Regions from separate parts of the Rattus norvegicus genome. Here region 2 is linked to region 1. Evidence: chromatin contacts called from public Hi-C data. All regions are on one chromosome and are shown on one strand. Each heading gives the region's core, a stretch centred on a gene start, on an enhancer-like site or on the middle of the called end of the contact. The rest is flanking DNA. Distances are from core to core; before and after follow the strand shown. Region 1 overlaps Cpeb2 (cytoplasmic polyadenylation element binding protein 2). Region 2 has its middle 240 kb from the start of Hmgb2l2.

Region 1 (6,945 bases), core at 2,880-5,379:
ATAAGAAAAAGTCAATAGAATAAGTGAAAATATCATGTGCTCTTTCATAAAACAACTGAATGCATTTCAAAAATCACACCACTTAAAAGCATAGAAAACACGTCTTTCCTGCCTCTCCTTTTATAGATTTGGTTTTCCATTTTGAGACAGGGATTTGTGTATAATTCAAAGGTGGCCTCAAATTCCTAAGGTCTTCCAGGAGGTAGGATTTACAGATCAGCCTCTTTTGCTTTTTGTTTTTTTAAAAAAGTCATTCTAGTATAGAACCTAAAATGTTTGAAGCCAGAAGTATTTTAGATATTGGATTTATTGTTTAATTTTGAAATATTTAATATTATAGTCATACAATATATTCTTGGGATATGAGATAAATCTAAATAAGAAATTCATTATGATTTACATATAGAGTCTAAAGATAATTTTGTATATTATTTCTATTGTAACCGTGTTTTCATTGTGACATGAGGAAATAATAAAAATTTCTACATAAAGCATCATTTTATATTTTGCAATTTTGGATTTTTGGACTTTTAATCTTCTGATTCAGTCTACACACATTTGATAACTGTAAAACTTTTGGCACCAGGAATCATACATAGGTGACTGCAGGAAACCACAGTCACTTTTGAGGTGGTACCCTCTGTCAGAGGGAATTAAGTAGAGCCTTCCAGCATGAATTCATAAAACTGTTTCACAAGTTTATCACTGATCTGTATCAATTTATTTTGCTTTATTAAATAAAGGTACTAAGCATTCCCAGTGTTTTGTAATTGTTTTTGCCTTGTTCTCCTATACCAGAGTTTCTAGGAATGGGTTTTTAATAAAATACACAACTGTGGGGAGTGGACCCGACATAAGCTTGAGATCCTCTGTGCACTTGAAAGTTCCCAAGTTCCAGAACATAATTTCTCACACTGAAGGCTTCAAATTCATCTAAGTCATTTGCACCTTTGCACTTTACTCTCTTTCATAAAAATCAATGGGAAACAAACAGGGCAAAATGGGAAGAGCACGAGAATCTGGTATTCCACACTTAAGAGAATCTGGTATTCCACACTTAAGAGGTTCATATCCTCAGGAGCAGGCTCCCTAACGTCAGCAGGGCTTCTTGCTTCCAGAGTCGTAAACATGGCAGTTTATCAGTAAGTAATAAAGCCAACAGTAGGTAATAAAATCTCAGGTTTTTTAAATCCTTTGAAAAGCATGTACTTCAAAATATTTGTTGGCATACAATCACATTCGGAGTCCTTGTTTGTGAATTTTCTAGAACTATTCAGGGAACAGTAGAAAAGTCATTATTACCAGCTGAGACTGATCATCTCAAGAACTGTTACACAAACTGTATTTCTCCCTATAGTCTTTAAGTCAATTTTTATGAGCTGAAATTCAATTTTTTATTTTTACAGTTTGAGGGAGAGCACTGTGTTTAAATGCTTGCACAGCAAGACCCTTCTTTTTTTTCCCACAAATTGTTAGGGGCGGGAGGAGGGAAGGTTTAACAATGATCTGCCTTGTTCTGTTGTTTAAAGGGGAATGCACTGACTCACACAAACATGAAAAGATCACAGACTATTTTAAGTAAATATGCAAATATAAAATGGTAAAATGATGAAACTATACTTGGCAAGCGTGATTTTCTCTAGGCACTTAAAATTCCACACTTATTCTTCCTTTGGAAAGAAAGCAGTTTGCCCAGAACCAAAACCGTCATTAGAAATAGTGTGTCAGCAGAGAGAACACGCTGCAGATAAATAAAGCAGTTGGGTCAGAAGCATTCAGGCTCAGGAAAGCACATCACAGTGTGGTAGTGTTTCTGATTCCCCAGCAAAGGACAGCACATGCCTGACAACAGTGCATGAGCCAACAGTGTCATGTGGCCCTCAACAGCAAGCTCAGACCAGTTTTTCAGTTCTTCAAAAGTTACAATCTCACATATGCTTTTCATGCAATGATACTACTTCCTCCCGATAATTCTTCATTTTTCTACTCTAGCTGCGTATCAGGATTTCCTTTATTCCACACATACGTTAGAAATAACTTTCCACTTACCATCTCTACACATCTTCTCCATGGTATTTCCAACCTCTATAGATTTATGTATATAGTTATAGTTTGGTATACGGTCTCTATCTTTCCCTAGAAGGCTATACTTCCCACAGGGATAGAGAACATGGCTTTCTTCACAGTGCAGTAGGCCAAGGACAAAGTTGGCACAGTCAGTTCCATCTCTGGCTGCCACCACTTGCTGTCTGTACATCTCCAACAAGCTGAGAGAGCTATCCATTTGCTATACTAGACCATAAAACCCTCTGTCTTCACTTTTGAAGCGGGTGCTGGAAAAGGGAAATGGCTAGAGCAAAGAATTGTCGGAACAGGGGGCTAAGAGGTTGCTTCTGTGATTGTAGTCACTTAGTTCTAAGTGAGATCAGTACTGTTCACACTCTACTCTGACTCAACTATTTGCCCCCTGCTCATAACCACTTTGAATAGTTTGTTTTCCTTTAAACTTATGAATAGAAGTAAATGAGAATTTATAGATTTGCCTTTGACTCCTCAAGAATTCAGCTTCCACAATGCTTCCCACCAGTTCTTGCCTCTTTACATCTTGAGCCATATCTGGTCAGTTGTTAGGATATCATGGAAATGATGGAGAGACATCTGAGGCTAGGCTCTAGGACACAGACATTTATACTTATCTGTACCATTTACTCTGGGTAGCAGGGGATTGGGGATAGGATGAGGTACACCAGCATCCATGCTGTGGCAAGAATAAAGCAGGCCTGTGGAGAGGTCCACATGGCAAGGAACTGAGGTTTGTTATCCCAGTAGCTTCACACTAACTTCCTAATCACAGAGAGGAATCCTTCAGCCTGACTGAGGGTCTAGACTGTAGGGTCAACGAGCCTCTCGACTGCTACCTCATGAGACCATTAGCCGAAAATATCAAGTTGCTCCCCAATTTTAACCTTTAGAAATTATATAAGATAGGTGATTATTGTTCACGTTTTAAGTTAATTTTGAGCTGTTTTGCAGCATTAGACAAGTAATATAATCTCTTGTTACAACAGAAAGAAAATGAGGAGCTCATTTCAAATTTTGCATTCTCCATATCCTGTCTATTGGTAGATCTCTTGAGGAAGACAAAGCAAAAAAACGGTCTCAGGAGATATTTTATGAGAAACACATTTGCAGTCTGTCTGTGTCTGAGGCAGGGGAAATGATTTTCTGAGATGAAAAGACAAGAGAAGACAAGGTGCTGCCCTGAATCTGAGGAAGGGAAAGATGGGGAGACAATGATCACCCTGGATACCCTGGCTGCTTTCTCTATTTGCTATCGCTGTGCTTAGACAGACTGTGTGGGTCTAGCATCGCTATCCCGTACAAATGCTATGGTCCTAAAGTGTGGAGAAAGAAAATACTTAAGGCCGGAAACATGGCATGAGCCAGCAGGTGGAAGAAGAAAACATCAAGTAGGAGTGTTCAGCTGACGGTGTTGATAGCAGCACAACGGCAGCACGGGCAGCCGTACGTCTTTGCACTATGTGCAGATGTTTTCCCAAAGCTTTCCCCTTTTTTGACATAATACATATGAAAAATAAAATATTCCAGCTAGAAACAGAAACTGGCAAACATGGTGAGCCATAAACCTTGCAGAAGGACTATAATCCTGCTTTTCTGGAGCCTGAGATGGTTTTTCTAACAAATTGTCTGAATTCCTTGTAATTTTTAACCATTACTCTCAGCATCGTTCTGTCACTGCATTTCCCTTCTGGGCCTCTTTAGATGCCCTTCTACTATGTAAGATGCCTAGGCTAGAAAAAGAGATGATGAATAGTGTGGCAATGAACATTTTCTCTATTGTCTTCCGGAAGCCATGTCAAGAAAGGCCAAGAGAAATAAAGAAAAGCTTTTCGTCATCCATGGTAACAGTGAACTATCTTGACTTTGTGCTAGGAGTTTTTCTCTCTAGAGAAAACAGAATTTTAATGAAGAAATTCATAACTGTAAGCTGTTGTGTTTTCTTGTAAGCATTGTGTTTACTTCTGAGACCATCTTGCTACCTAGCTCAGGCCAGCACGGAACTGACATCTTCCAGCCTCAGTCTCCTGAGTGCTAGTGCTATAGTCCCGTGCCACCACACCTAGTGTGAATTCTGTTTTGAAATGGACGATGCAAGGGAAAAATACTCACTGTGAAAAAGAACAAGATCTCATACAGAGGGCCTAAAAATGTATGAGAGGCAAAGATCAACAGCAAAACCCATGAGGAAACAATGAAAAAATCCAAAGCATAACCTTATTAGTTTGAGGAACTGCCAGTAGTGTAAGTCAACAAACAGCCCGGCCCTTAAAATGAAAGGGCTGGAAAGACAAAGGGACCTGAAGACTCTTAGACATCTGATCACTGTTATCAACTTACTTGACAAGAAAATGTTGTCTGTGGGGCAAACAGTTCTAAGAAAATTACCTTTGTAGATTAAAACTGCAGATTTAAAAAAAAAAAACCATGACTCTGAGTCAATGAGGAGTTCTGAACTAGAAACAACAGTTAGTATTCTAGTGAATTCACAATACACTAACTCTGCTGGCTCCATACTGATTTGTCACCTTGACACAAGCTAGAGTCATTTGGCAATAGGGAATCAATTGAGAAAATGCCTCCATAAATTTGCTAATTGTTTGATTGATTGGGAGAACCCAGCCTATTACTGATGATGTCATCCTTTGGCAGGGGGATTGAACAAGCAGTGAGAAGCAAGCAAACAGTGCTACTCCAAGGTCTCTCTTCTGCTCCTGCCTTCGCCACCGCTGGGTTCTTGTCCTGAGTTCCTGCCCCGACTCCCCACTGATGGACTAAAAGCTCTAAGATGAAATAAACCCTTTCCTCCCCAAGTTGTGTTGGTTATGGTATTTTATAGCAATAGAAACCCTAACTAAAACATAGACAACTAAAACCTCTCTTTCCTCAGGGTGATACAATTACAAAATTTTCGCCAGTAATAAAACAGACAATAAGAAACAGACAATAACACATATGAAGCAAGAATGTTATGAAGTTTCTTCATTTATCAGTTAGTTTTTATATGAGTGCTAGTTTTCCGTAAGCAGACAAACCAATATATGATATAAAATCGATGCTAGAAAATGCTACCTACCCTTGAGAGGATCGTGCTCTGCTCTCATGATATCAATAAGGGAATTTTCCAGAGAGTGCATATTCAAGCTATCATACATCCTACTTCGATCCTGGAAGACAGAAAAAGAAAAGATATAAGATCTATGTAATTTTAAAGTCAAAAACATAATCTTTCTCACATAAAACAGGACAATTTATTAATACATTATTACTTAACTTATATCCCAAGAAAATACTGATACTTAAGGATCTTGTTAACTAAAATGTCTCTTATTGAGGGAAACAGTTTTAACACATTCACCTCTAAAATATTTAAAAATTAATGTAATTTCATTGGCAGTATAAATGAATGCAGTAAAATAATCTCTGATCATTTTTGCAAACATACAGAAAAATCATTTTCAGTTGCTTCATGTTTTTCTCATATATTTAGGAAGGCAGATATAGGCACTTAGAAAATAATTATCTTGGAAGAATTTAAGAATAGCACCACACTTTAAACATCTATCAGGTACTTAAAAATTGATTTAGTCATCCAAATTGTAAAACAATGAATGTGTAAACATCCTATACACTAAACTCAAATGCAGGATGCTAATATCAGAAAAAGGATGGATGCCTAGAGTATTTACATTCAAATCTCTCTCCAAAGTGCTTCCACAGCTTACAGTTCTTCCTCTCCTAACTCCGCTGCAAAAGGCAGGCAGGCAGGCAGGCGGGCGGAAGCAGAGACAGGAAAGGCAGTCTTTGCTCACATTCCCACTTCCCCAACTCTGAGAACTTCCTTCTGTGTTGTCAGTAGCCTTGTTTGCTCAAAGTACAATCCCCTTGTTTGCTTAGCAGAAGTTCTTTGGTGCCTATATATTTAATACTATGTTTTGTTCAATACAGACTCAATGATTATGCAATGGAATATGTGGGAAACTGGCCTAACAAGTACGGCCCATACCCTCCAAAGAGTCTGGAAGTCTTTTCCTAAAATATGTCAGTGCCATCCCATCAACAATGTTATTTGCATAAATGTACAAATTCATATATACGTGGGGGAAGACCACACTCAACTCTCAAAATGATCAGCACAGGAAACAAGAAAAGAATCAGAAAAGTAAGCCCACAGTTTTCATGGAAACAGAAGTACAACACTGTTTAAGCTGGATCCACATGCTACAAGTGATACTGTAAGTCTTTAGGATTATATGTACCCATAGGTAGATTAACATATATCATTTTCTTTAAAAAAGGTTTATAGCTTTCATCATTTTCCGAAGGGCCCAACAATCCAGAAAATATTCAGAACTAGGTCTTTGGAGAACTGAAGAAAAACATAAGGTTTGTCTGTTTATTCCCCTTTTAGGTTTACTTAGGATTGTGTGCTTTTTAAAGCTAGGGAGCCAGAATCAGCACTGTAGACTAAACAAGGTGCGGTCAAGGCATTAGGAAGGGTGAGTAGTAACACGGAATGATGCGAAGATGCTGGAGAGGAGGCTCATGTCCTAACTCAGCCAACTACCACCCAATTAGTGACCTTCAACTGGAAGATCCTAAACACACAACATACCCATCCATCTGGAATGTTCTCCACCAGAACAAGTGAGCTTGGAAAGGGGGGCAAAGGGAATCAACGAAATGTTGCAGTGCTTTTCTAAACTGAACATGCGTCAGAACTACATGGAAGGTAGTTACTACACACTGAGTCTTATTCAGCACTTCGTAGGGGAGAGTGAACCCACTGGCCAGACCACATTATAGACAGCATTAAGCTTTGTGATCTTCTACACCACAGAACCTCTTTATACTCTGGCTCCATCT
Region 2 (6,945 bases), core at 2,763-5,262, 980 kb after region 1:
TGAGTGTGTTTTAGTCATGCCAATATACTGCTCAAAATTATATTTAAAAATTGTGAGTTTCCAGAGACTAAGCTACCAACCAAAGAGCATACACAGGCAGGGCTGAGGTCTTGTACATATGTAGCGGTTGTATAGCACAGTCTTCATGTAGGTCCCCCAACAACTGGAGCATGGGCTTTCTTTCAAGCTGTTGCCTGTCAGCAAAACATCACTAAGGTCTTATATACAGTATGAGCTGAGATTCACCTGACTTTATCCTCAAAATTGTTGTCTTGTATTGCCTAGGATAAAGTGTTGGTGAGAGTTCAAAAGACAGAGAGTCATGGATTGAAGATACAGAATAAATAAAAATAGGTGATCATAAAGGATCAACAGCAGCAGCTTTTGTAAATCAAACTATCCTTTTCTGAGGTATATGAGAATGTACAGAGAGAGAGAGAGAGAGAGAGAGAGAGAGAGAGAGAGAGAGATTTAATTGTGGCTGGCTTACAGGTTCAGAGGTTCAATCCATTATCATCAAGGTGGGAGCATGACAACATCTAGGCAGGCATAGTACGGGTAGAGCTGACAGTTCTACATCTTCATCTGAAGGCTGCCATCAGAATACTGGCTTCCAGGCAGCTAGGATGAGGGTCTTAAAGCCCACACCCACAGTGACACACATACTCCAACAAGGCTACACCCTCTAATAGTGCCACTCCCTGGGCCAAGCATATACAAACCATCACACACATACATAGAGAGAGAGAGAATCCCTAACTCATGTGTCTAAGTTCTCTAGATAAATTTAGCTGATCTAGTAGTAGCTTAGAATAGAAGAAGAGTGCTGAGGTTAACAGTAGGCACAACTGGAGAACTCTGGATGGAATTGATGAAGACATCATCTGAGAGGAGATGGTAGGCTCCTCAGAGCTCATCAGTAGTGTGTAGCATCCCACAGACATGAACGTGACACTGAGATCCTAGAGTATCAGGTCAGTCCTGAAGCTATGCAGACACTTCAAATGCTTTAACAGCAGTAACATCTCTATCGACCCGAGAGGATTCTTGTAAGATTACTGAGAATGACTGCTAAGAAGCTTTGAAGAGAGTACCAATTCCAAACAAGGAGAAGGGATTATGAATGCCTTGTGAAATTTTTCCCTTCATCTGCTGATGGAAATAAATGAGGCCTCTAAAATTTGAAATACGAGTTTGGTGAATCAGAGTGCCGGCACATTGATGTACTTCAAGAACAGGCAGCATTGATTCAGCTAGCTTTGAATTTATGACATCGTAACCAAGATCATGCAGTGAAAGCTGTGTGAAGAAAGAATCCCTGAGAGAGATGGAGAGAGATGGCTCATGAGCTAAGAGTGTTTGTAACACAGTCATGAGGACCAGAGTTCAGATTTCAGTGCCCACATCAGCAACTGTACAAATGCCTGTAACTCCACCTCCAAGGGTCCTGACTCTTTTCCTCTTTATCCTGGCTTGCAACTGGACACTTGAACCTGGACACACACACACACACACACACACACACACACACACACACACACACACACACACGAGAAAGAGTCCTGAGGGAGTATCAGAAATTGTATTCTCATGTCAGGATGGCATAACCTGTATCACTAACTGCCTTTATGCATGACTGCTCAGTCATTTCTACCTATTAGTTTGTGAGTGTGTGTGTGTGTGTGTGTGTGTGTGTGCATGGGGCCACACCTTAGGCTAGTGCAATCCTTAAGAAAATTTCTTTCTTCAACATGTGCTCTTACACTTCCCAGTCTCTGCAGCTCTGCAGAGCACCCAGAGGGATATGAAGCATGATAATATCACTGTGAGTCTGTGAATGAGAAATACACCTCCCACCTTCTTCCTCTGTGTGCTAGGCAACCTTAGATAAGTCATTTCCCTACTCTATAGAACATATATATGTACAGAACTGTTACATGAGTTTGTTAGATTTTGTGTTAGCTCTTTAACACAGTGCCTCAGCCTAATCGACTAAGATATTATCCTAGACATAAATAGCATCTATTTTGCTTTTATCATTATTGACATATAGATCACAGCATTTCACTTTTCCATATCAACATGCATTCTCCAGATTTCAATCAAGTATTATTTCCTGTATCTTTCTCCTAAACAGCAAATTGCATTAAAATAGAGCCTGTCTCATTCCTCAGTTTGCCACCTGATCTCTGCTGAGTGCTCATATTCAAATTAAAACCCATGGGAGGCAGTTAGAAGATGGTATTGAGAGGTAGGGCCTTCAGGGAATAATTAAAATTAGATCAGATCATCAGAGTGCCTCGTGATTGAGTGACTGACTTCTATTGGCTCTCTATGAGAAAGGGGAAACACTGGAGCACTCCCCTGGTCCTCTTAACATGTGACATCCTAAGGATGCTACGATCAAGAAGCAGTTCCCAAGTGCAGACTCGAAGCCTTGAACACAAACCATGATCCAAAGAAGAGTTCTTTTCTTTCTTTATCACAAAGAAAACACCAGTCTTTGAAAACTTGTCCTAAGTGTAGACAATCTACCAGGAAATTAGATAACAAAAATTTTGATGTCTAGACTCATATTCAGAGACCCTGCAATGGATTCAGAGCAAGGTTCTAGTACTGACATCTTGTACTGGCTTTGAAAGACTTGAGTGGGCAGCAGGACACTTGCTGAAAAGCTCGGAGATAGCAAGGCTAGTGCTTTAAAAACTTTCTTTTTACATAAAATCATTTTGGGTTTTTCCATTTGTTTTTTGTTGGTTTTCAGTATATAGTAAAATTTTACAGTGAAACCTACTACATGAAAGTGAATTAGACAACAGCTCTATGAGAGAGAGAGGTGGGGGGGAATAGGTCCTGGGGCTCTTCCTATACCAGCTTGACTCTCAGGTGGTTCACAAAGCCTCTGGAGATACCTATATTGGTAAGAGTAGATCTCTCCTGACTCTTTTGAAGTAGCCACTCACTGTTCCACACTACCTGCCCTGTTCTCCATGGACCACAGCCATCTTTACCCTGACATTGAGCCCACAGTTGTTTTTATTTTAGAGCCAAGCCCAGACTCCCAGCTCTCAGCAAAATCCTGCTCAGGCATTCAGAATAGAGGAGAGAAAATAGGACCTAAAATATATAAATAATTCAAGACTGAGTTTGTTCACGATGCTGTGTTTTCTTCAGGCAGTGGTTTGTATGATCTCTCTTACATTGCCAGTTGGGCGGCCTCCATAGCATTTATTACTGCAGACAACTGTTAGAAGCTGTTTTGATTTATGCATCTATATTCTATTATGGAGGTACTTTTATAGCACAGCGCTGCTTTTCCCGTGACATTGTAGGAAGGAGGAAAAAAAATGAGTGGATAAAAGAATAGGACAAGTCATTTATAGTATCCTAGATCAGAACAGGAGCAATCGGGCTACCTATTCTTGTTAAATAGTAAATTAGTTTTCTGGAACATATATACAAACAACACATACACACACACACACACACACACACACACACACACACTAACACACGAACACACAAACATGCACACACATTCATATGTGACGATATATGAGTATTGTGCCACTATGTTAACCTAAGACAAGGAATATTTATCAAATACCCACTAAGTTATGGCTTTCTGTTCTAGGTCATGAAAACACTTTAGCAAATAAAGTAGAAATATCTCCCTCTCACAGCATAATCTAGTCTCTACCCACATTTCCCTTCTGAAGATAACGCTGCCTCCTCTTAGATTGTATAATGCTTAGTACAGGCTAATGCATGGTATACAAGCAGTGCATGTCAATGAGTGAGTGAGAAAGGTGAGGAATAACATAAAATTCTATTACCAAGGTCACTTTTAATTTGTCTTTCTACACAGTAATGGGACATTTGGAAAAAAAATAAAGCATAGCCAACCTTCTGTGCCAAAAGCATTTGTTATTCTTGTGTTCAGGCTGTCACTGTGGATGATTCTCCCCCATCCCTGCTTCACTTGCCTGACTCATACAGCCTGAAGATAGCTCTTGTTCCAGACTTCAAATGCAGTGACTCAGTCCTAGTCTATGTGTCCCTCATACCCAGCATAGTAACAACTACGCATGTTCTTCTCAGTATGGGAGAAGAGTGGAGAAGTAGAAATGCATAACTTTCCTGGTGTCTAGGCTTGAATTGGGAAACCAGTCTAGTCCCAAAGCCATTCCAGATTTGAGACATGGGTAAAGATTCCATCTTTTGTCAAAGGATATACAGAGTCACATAGCAAAGGGCAAAGCTAAGTGGATTAGGAAACAAAGTCACCATTGCAGTATATCCTAGGAACTGAACATGTTAGAGAAGATGTTTGACTAAACACAATCTCTCAAGGGGGTACCTGCTGCCTCTTCCAGCTTCCAAGGACATCCGCTACCCAGAACCTCTACAAAACTGCCTGGTAAGCTCAAAGAGAATCCATTGAAAACAGTTCAATGTCCTGACTCTTCTCACCTTTGACCTTGAGCATCTACCCAGACCACACTGACCTACCGTTGACTTCCATTTCTCAACCCTTGCATTTCCATCCACTTCTTTTTTGTGTTCCATTTTCAATCCATCAAACTGAAAATTGAATGTGCTTATAATAAAATAATGAGTCATAATTTTTAGCTTACACTATTTGATGGGTACAGTATGACGAGGCCTATGGTGAATAACTTTGAATATGCTATTTAGTTATTCAACCCTAAAACAACTCCATTGGCTATTCATAAATATCTCTCATTTTATCATGAAATGATGATAATAGTAATAGAAATAGTAAGAGAGCTTGAGTCACTTGGCAAAGTTTTTAGTGATACTAAACAAATATATTTTCAGACCTAACTCATGTGGATACAGATCCCAAATTCCTAATCTCTAAACTACTTGTCCTCTTCTTTAAACCTGGGTTTCTGCATTTATAACCATGATGCTCCCATTAGTAATGAAGCATGCCTTTCTAAATAAAAATATAATGCAATCTTTTTTTTTCTTTTTTCTTTTTTTCGGTGCTGGGGACCGAACTCAGGACCTTGCGCTTGCTAGGCAAGCACTCTACCACTGAGCTAAATCCCCAACCCCTATAATGCAATCTTTTATTATACTTCCAAGAGGATTCTAGAAGGATCCAAGTTTCCAAAAGACCTTGGTTTGCTTTCTTTCAGTGACTCATAGTAAGGGTAAAATGTATATATACATTATATATATATATATATATATATATATATATATATATATCCTTTCTCACTTCCCACCAAACTATATCAAGCTTTGTTCATCAGAGAACATTCAGAAGAGATCACAAATTCTATTCTGCATTGGACACACTGGATTCAACACAGCACATAGTGTGATTCATTTACTTATACAAGCATCAGTAAGTCTTCGTATAAATCCTGTTATTAGTCAGGAAAGAAGCTGGTCCCAGAACACAGAGAAAGTGTGAGAGTCTCATAGACACTAGTGCAAAAGAACCAAGTCTCTACAGTGGCCTTTTGTCATAGATCAATGGGAGAATGAATAGAATGAGGGCAACTTGGTCCACAGTCAACTTAGGGGAAGATAGCACATTCCTGTCGATAATGGTCTGCCTTACCCCCTCAACTAGGTAGCAGGTAGCATAGTCTCAGTCTCTCCATGTCTCTGTCTCTGTCTCAATCTCTCTTTCTCTTTCCCTCTCACTTCCATATTATGTATGCACTAAAGGAACAGTGGCCAACAGGAAACTTACCACTTAGTCCCTACTTTTTCAGACTAGAGCTCCATTGTTCGGTGTGGGTCAAGGCTCGATTTAAGTGAATTGCTTAGGTTTGAAATCATGAGAATCATGAATTCAAATGTCCTAGAAAAAATAAAGATTGATAACATCCAAGTGTGGTAGCCCACACTGTCATTCTAACACTAAAGTAGCCAATAGGCAAGAGCTCCAGAAGTTCAAGGCCAGCCTTGACTACATGTAAGATTCAAAGCCAGTCTAGGCTACATAATACCCTGTGCCACAAACTCAACCAAGCAAATGGAATCAAATACATATGCTCATGTGTATATGCTTATATATACAAACTGAGCAGGAACAGAAAGACTCTTTGTGCATGTAGCAAAGCAACTAGACAGGTGAGAATAACCAGCCTGTCTTACCTCACAGTCAAAGGAAAAGTAAGTTATAGCTCAGTGTGTATGAAGTGCCCTTGGGTAAGGACAGGATCCTCATGAGAGGGTGGTAATAACACTGAAGAAAAGACAGAGAGAAGCCACTATATTGAAGCACAGAGAAGAATACAGATTCTACCTTTTATACCTTAGCGCTAAGACACCCTCTAATCTCCCCCACTTATAAACACATCTCAGCTGAGAACATCAGACTAATCATTCTTCTTCTTGACCCAAAGTGACAGGAAGGGGATGAGGAACCTACCCTCTTTCCTTAGCAATCATCATTTGGGGAAAATGGCAGGAACTGGGTAGAGAGAGAAAAGAAACTTTAATATGAAGACCTCACTGTGGCTTCTCTGTAGGGAGCCAAGAAGAGAGCTGACAATTTCAAATGTGACAGGAACTCAGCAGTAGGGAAGATAAGAAAGCAGACAGGAAGAAGCTATAAGGATCGAAGAGGAGCCCATTCATTCTGTCCTTGGTCCCCTGAGGAGCCAGCCTGTCATTTAGACATAGCCTGGAAGTGTGGGGCTACATTGGTGCTCTAGGGAGAAACACAGAGGCTAGCCAGAGGAGCAGATGCTAACTAGGTCTCAGAACAAGATAGAAGCACGATATAAACTCAATGGGAAACAGAGACCAGAACAAGGAAGGATGAGACCACCGGAGAGGACAAAGGGAAGAGCTGAGGACTCAATAAGAGACATCCTCCCTTGCAGGTGGATTTGTGCCTCCTCCAGAGGGCTCAGGCAAGGATAAGATGGACAGTGTCCAAGAGAGGCTAATGAC

What was found. Hi-C and Micro-C count contacts between places; a contact is called where the count stands out from the background.
Region 2: a Hi-C map of frontal cortex shows a contact between it and region 1, with 2.3 times the contacts expected there. The contact joins two enhancer-like sites. A contact is called at or near these places in 2 of 12 Hi-C or Micro-C datasets (Schwann cells and frontal cortex) and 1 of 1 datasets of contacts at active chromatin or transcription factors (oligodendrocytes).

Annotation. Positions count from the first base shown.
Region 1 is chr14:72,035,967-72,042,911 of GRCr8, forward strand. Cpeb2 (cytoplasmic polyadenylation element binding protein 2) reads right to left here. Exons shown (of 12, transcript XM_063273830.1): 4 at 5,156-5,246. Among named protein-coding and RNA genes, the nearest start is that of Cpeb2, 17 kb to the right of the region's middle. Within about 2 kb of position 4,130, at least 23 of the 93 cell types and tissues checked have an H3K27ac peak or open chromatin away from gene starts, as enhancers often do.
Region 2 is chr14:73,016,234-73,023,178 of GRCr8, forward strand. No RefSeq gene overlaps it. Among named protein-coding and RNA genes, the nearest start is that of Hmgb2l2, 240 kb to the right of the region's middle. Within about 2 kb of position 4,013, at least 23 of the 93 cell types and tissues checked have an H3K27ac peak or open chromatin away from gene starts, as enhancers often do.